2 separate regions of the Capra hircus genome follow, and region 1 is linked to region 2. The links are chromatin contacts, called in public Hi-C maps. All regions are on one chromosome and are shown on one strand. Each heading gives the region's core, a stretch centred on a gene start, on an enhancer-like site or on the middle of the called end of the contact. The rest is flanking DNA. Distances are from core to core; before and after follow the strand shown. Region 1 holds the start of SMIM24 (small integral membrane protein 24). Region 2 has its middle 19 kb from the start of NFIC.

Region 1 (2,802 bases), core at 61-2,560, 98 kb after region 2:
GGGGAGGGGCTTGGAGGGGAGAGGCTTGGCGCGAGGAGGGTCTTAGAGGGGCAGGACTCAGAGAGGGGCGGAGCTGAGATGTTAAAGAGTAAATGATGGGGAGGGGCTCAGAGGGTGAGAACCCACCTGTCCTGGGACTCCCGGCACCAGACGGCGTAGACCAAGGTGAGGACAAAGATGAGGAAGAGGAAGGCCAGCGCAGCCCCCAGCCCCACCAGCCACGACTTCCGCTGGGCCACTGCGGGCGGGAGCAGGGCTGGGTCAGCGTCGGGGCCTCCAGGTTGGGACTCTCTTCCCTACCCTACCCCTACTCCCTCCCAAGGCCTTACGGGGTTGGGCCTCCACCAGCCTTGGGATCAGAGCTGCGAGAAGAGAGAGTTGACCGGGGGTCTTCCAGAATCTACCCATCCTGTGCCCTCTGTCCTCGCCCCTATCCAGCAGATTCTGGGGTTGCAGCCCCGGAGGGAGAAGGAAGTGGCCTGCTCAGCGCACCCCAGGGCAGGGTGTGGCCGGGGCCCCAGGAAGTAGGAGGTGGGGTCCCCTCCCTGAATTCCGGGCACCATGGGGAGGGGCTCAGGGTCCTGAGCTTCCTTGTCCCTGTCTCCCTGAGGCCCATCCTGACCCTCACTCTCCACGGTCAGAGCCACAGTAGGGGCGGCTCGAGAACGGTGGGAAACTCATTTCCTGACCACCAGGCATTGCACTGGCTCTGAAGTCCCAGCACCTCCATCAAGTCTCACACTCTGGTGGTCAGAACTCTTGTCCTCACATTGCAAAAGTGAAGCCAACTCGAGGCTCAGAGAAGTTAGGCCACTTCCCTGGGGCCACACAGCATCCCAGAGGAACACAGTTCTCCCAGCTAGGAACACCCTCTACCCTAACCCTCTCCCGTCCTAGGACATGAACCTCCAAATCTGACCTTAGCCAGCCCCTGCATGTGCCCGTCCCCTTGGCAGCCTAGGCTTCCATCCCAGCGCTGCCAACAACGGCCAGGGAGACCTGGGCTGGTGGCGCCCTTCTTTCTAAGTTTCAGTATTTTCAGCTGGAAAATGGGACGAACTGCAAACCGACAGAGACTGAGACCATAAGGACGCTAGGCGTTCAGCGGAAGCATCTTTTAGGGAGATTATTATATATTTTTATTTACGACTTTTCTGCCCCCTGGTGGCCGATCCTGGGATAGTCTCAGAAGCTCCCTGCCTTTTGGGCTACCGCCCCAGCTACTGGCTCCACAGGGGAGCCCTAATGCAACTACTGAAGCCTGCTCCGCAACCAGAGAAGCCAACGCAACGAGAAGCCTGCGGAACAAGAGAGGAGCCCCCGCTGGCCACAGCTAGAGAAAAACCTGCGCAGCAACGGAGACCCAGCACAGCCAATCCATAAATAAAATGATAAACACCAGCCTTTATCAAAGTTCTCATTAGGAAATGGTTAACATCCAGGGCAAGGTCCAGAGCCTAAAGAAAGTGAGGAGAGCAGAGGAGGCTTGTCCCCTCCCAAGATGGTGCACCCAGAGGCACCCCACCCGTCAAGACCCAGTTTCTGGAAATGGAATCACATGACCCAAAAAGCCGGGGGTGGGGGGAGCAAGGCTTTCCCAGGAGGCAGCCCTCGGGCTCAAAGTTCAGGGTTCAGGACAGCAGGATCAAGATTGCAAGGGGAGCATCTGATCTGCCCAGCACCTGGGCACGGTGGAGTTTGGTCTCCCACAGCTGCCCGGGCGTTGCTCCCAGCCCCCGAAACTGTCTCCTCCTGGGGAAACTGAGTCCCCGGGGACAACGGAAGCCCTTCTGAAAGGCTCTCCCCCAAGAGGCAGTCCCTGGCCTATACTGGTCCGTCCTGAAGCTGAACGGGAGGGAGGAGGTTTTGGCCAATAGATGTCAGGCAGTGGGGAGAAGTGGGTGGAGCGGTGAGATTGTGGGGGTTGGGGGCTTCTCGGGAACCAGGGATGGTCTCCGAGTGCAAGAAGAATCACCAGACAGAACAAATCCTAACAATACAGACTGCATAACACATGAAGAGCCCTCCTTGGTGGGGAGTGGGCAGGGTTCCAAGCCTCTTCATTCAGGGCGCTGTACTCTCAACCTCAGATGGAGTCACCACAGTGGCTTCAGGTTCAGCTCATTGCTTCTAGGGTGTGGAAGGGGCATCTCTGGCGGGCTGCTTGGAGGAGGTGACTGAATCTTCACATGGCCGTGTTCTTGACTTTCTCGTAGTCCCTGCGCTCCTCATTTTCCTCTAGCTCCAGCCCGAAGTTTCTCTTTCCTTTCTTCTTGGCCTTTTCCCCCTTCCCAGCTTTTTTCTCCTCAGCCTTTTCCTCCTTCTCTGCCTTCCCCTTCTTGTCTTCTTTTCTGTAAGGACACAAAGACCCCAAACCTTGGTAACAAACCAGAGTCATTCCCACTTAACAGACCCTCACCTGTGCCAGGCCTTTACCTGTCCCAATGCTTTACAAAAAGTCTTTGCTGCATCTTCAAAACAGCCGCTACAAGGCAGCCTTGTGATTTCCATTTCACAAAGGCAGAACTAAGGTTCAGTTGTTCATTGGAAGAATGGATGGATGGATAGGAGAATGGATGGATGGGGGGATGGATAGATGGATGGGTGGATGGATGGGAGAATGGATGATGGGTGGATGGATAGATGGGAGAATGAATGGGAGGATTTGTGTGTGGGAGTGTAAACAGATGGATGGGGAAGGAATGAACCTGGCAGGGAGCAAACTATGAATTAGGAGCACTTATTGGACCTGGAGCCTCCAGCACATCCTGAGAGCAGGAATCACACTTTACTGTGGCTGAG
Region 2 (2,700 bases), core at 81-2,580:
AAGTTTACTCTATTTGACAGTGGGCGAAACTGAGACTCAGGGGAAGGCAAGACAGTTCCTAAAGTCATACTGTCCGAGGCTGAGGGGACAGTCAGGACCAGAAGCTGGGGCAGGTTGAGTGTTTTCTTTGGTTTTGTTACATCTGTTAGTTGTAAAGCAGGGGGAGGGGGACGGGGGTCACAAGTTTTTTCTATTAAAAGGTAGATGGTCAATATATTTAGCTGTGTGGGCCATTCAGCCTCTGTCGCGGTTACTCAATCCTGCAGTTGTACCGTAAAAGCAGCATATATGACATGTACCTAAATGGGATGGCTCTGTGCCAATAAAACTTTATTTATAAAAACAAGCAGTGGGCTGGATGTGGTCAGAGTCTGCTGACCACTGACCTAAATGTTTATCAGACTCCTACTGGGTGTCGAGCCCTGTTCCAGGCACTGGAGATACAGCAGTGACCAAGACGGGTGCACACAGACACAGTATCTAATCAATGCTGAGGCTATGAAACAAACAAACAAAACTAGGATGATAGGTGGGTGGCAAGTGGAAGGGATGAGGGAGAGAAGGCCTTATAGAGAAATGTCCCGAAAGATGAGAAGCCAGCCTAAGACATTGGGGGAATATAGCCCTGGCAGAAAGTGTAGTCTGTGCAGAGGTCTGGGCACAGGACCGGTCCTGGTGTATTGGAGGAACAAGAAGGAGGCCTGTGAGGCTCGAGCAGAGTGAGTGAAGGGGAGAGAAGGAGCAGGGGAGGGGAGGGAGGGAGGGGATAGGGCAGGTCATGCAGGGCCTTGTGGGCCGTGAAGACGACAGTGGATTTTACTCTTAGGGCGATGAAGAGCCATGGAGAAATTGGGAGACATTTTTCAGATGGGATTGGGTGGAGACAGGAGTGAAGTCCAGGAAACCAGAGAGGATCTGAATCAGCCCCTACTGGGCAAATTTCTTCACCTCTCAGATTCTCAGTTTTCCCATCTATAAAATGGGACCCATGAAATCCACTTAACCCCACAGCAAAGCAAGAGTGCATGGAATGTTCATACCCACAGGTTGTAAAGTCAGAGGCAGATCGGGGGTCTATCCTGAGCTCTTAGAAACCACGTGTGCCCGGTCGGTGCCCCACGCACAGTGGACCCACAGGGATGTTACAGGCTATGAGCAGTGGAGGAAGTTAGGTAACTGCCCATCTGGAAGACAGAAGAGCTGGAGGAGGGAGAGAGCAGAGGATGAAGGACTGAAGCCTGGCCCTGCTTGCCAACTCCTCAGGGCAGAGCCCCTCCTGCCGCCTCCCATCTTACTCTCCCTGGATCTGTGCCAGTCACAGGGTGGGGATCCACAGAGCTGCCTGGTAGATTGAGTTACAGTGGTGAGTGTGTGTCCCGAAGGCTGGCGACAGGTGGTCAGCATGGGAGGAAGTGGATCGTGGGCTGGACCAGCATGGAGTCTGCCCTGTATGACTGTCTGGGCCATATAGAGATCTGGGAGTCTATCCTGCCCCCTCCCTGCCTCTGGGGACATCCAACACCTGCAAGGAGGCAGCGGGAAGCCAGCCTGGGCATTGGGAGGAGTGGGAATTCCACCCTCTCCCTCATCCAGTCCAGTTACTGCCGCTGGCCATGTCCCTGACCTTTCTCCCAGATCCCGGAGCTGAGTAATAGTTACCGGAAAAAGAAGTCAGCCAGCTGAGTGGTTGCAGCGCATCCTCCTTGGGGGTGGGGGTCACTCTGGATCCCCAGCCTGGTTGTTGGAGGCCAGGGTACCATGGCTGTGATGTGTGATGGGAACAAGTTTCCTCTTCCCCTCCCCCTGCACTGTCTATCCCCTATTGCACCAACAGTCCCCCAACACAGGTCCCCCCCACAAAAGTGACACTGTGACCTCCCCTTGTAGCTCCCCACAAGGCCTGATGGGTGGATGCACAGGTCCAGGCATCTCTGGTTGCCCCATGTTTCCTGGCGCTTTAGTCCTGCAAGCGTCTGAGTCCAGGAGGAGCCAGGCAGCACCTTGGCCGGGAGCCTCGGAGGGCAAAGTGCGCTGGATGCGAACTTCAGCTCTGTCACTTCTTTGCAGGATGACCTTGAGCAGGTGAGCCTCCCTTTCTGAGCATCATTCTGCCTCTGGGAAATGGGAGCCATAAAACAGCCCTTCCTGGTTTTGTGAGGTTGCCAAGGGATTCCCATGTGAGCGTCGCAGCACAGAGCATGTTCCTGAGTGGCTGTGCAGTACACATGAGCAGCGCCGCAGTCATATGCAGTGTGCTTCCTGGGTGACTGTGGAGCTGGCATTCCAGGGAGAGAGACAGACTACAGAGGAAAAACAACACATACTATCAAGGGACGCTGAATGGCATAAGGAAAACTGAAATGATTGTTAGACTTCATTATTTTGCAGTCAGCATTCGTTTTTAGAATATTTTTTATGTTTGGCTGCACTGGGTCTCCACTGCTGTGTGCGGGCTTTCTCTAGTTGCCATGAGTGTGGAGCTACCCTCTAGGTGTGGGGCGTGGGCTTCTCATTGCAGTGGCTGGCAGGCTCTAGAGCGCAGGCTCAGTAGTTGTGGCCCTCAGGCTTAGTTACCAAGCAGCATGTGTAATCTTCCTAGACCAGGGATCAAACCCGTGTCCCCTGCATTGGCAGGTGAATTCTTAACCACTGGGCCACCAGGGAAGTCCATCAGCAATGTTGATAGCCAATGGATGGTGT

Evidence for each region. Hi-C and Micro-C count contacts between places; a contact is called where the count stands out from the background.
Region 1: a contact with region 2 is called in a Hi-C map of blood, with 4 times the contacts expected there. The contact joins the promoter of SMIM24 here to the enhancer-like site in region 2. A contact is called at or near these places in 4 of 5 Hi-C or Micro-C datasets (blood and liver).

The regions. Positions count from the first base shown.
Region 1 is chr7:90,130,405-90,133,206 of ARS1.2, forward strand. SMIM24 (small integral membrane protein 24) reads right to left here and starts at 1,311. Exons shown (of 3, transcript XM_013965298.2): 1 at 330-1,311; 2 at 127-238. The coding sequence starts at 408. It overlaps LOC102178997 (small integral membrane protein 24), which reads right to left. Exons shown (of 6, transcript XM_005682582.3): 6 at 1,385-2,351. The coding sequence ends at 2,186.
Region 2 is chr7:90,032,606-90,035,305 of ARS1.2, forward strand. No RefSeq gene overlaps it. Among named protein-coding and RNA genes, the nearest start is that of NFIC, 19 kb to the right of the region's middle. Within about 2 kb of position 1,331, at least 1 of the 5 cell types and tissues checked has an H3K27ac peak or open chromatin away from gene starts, as enhancers often do.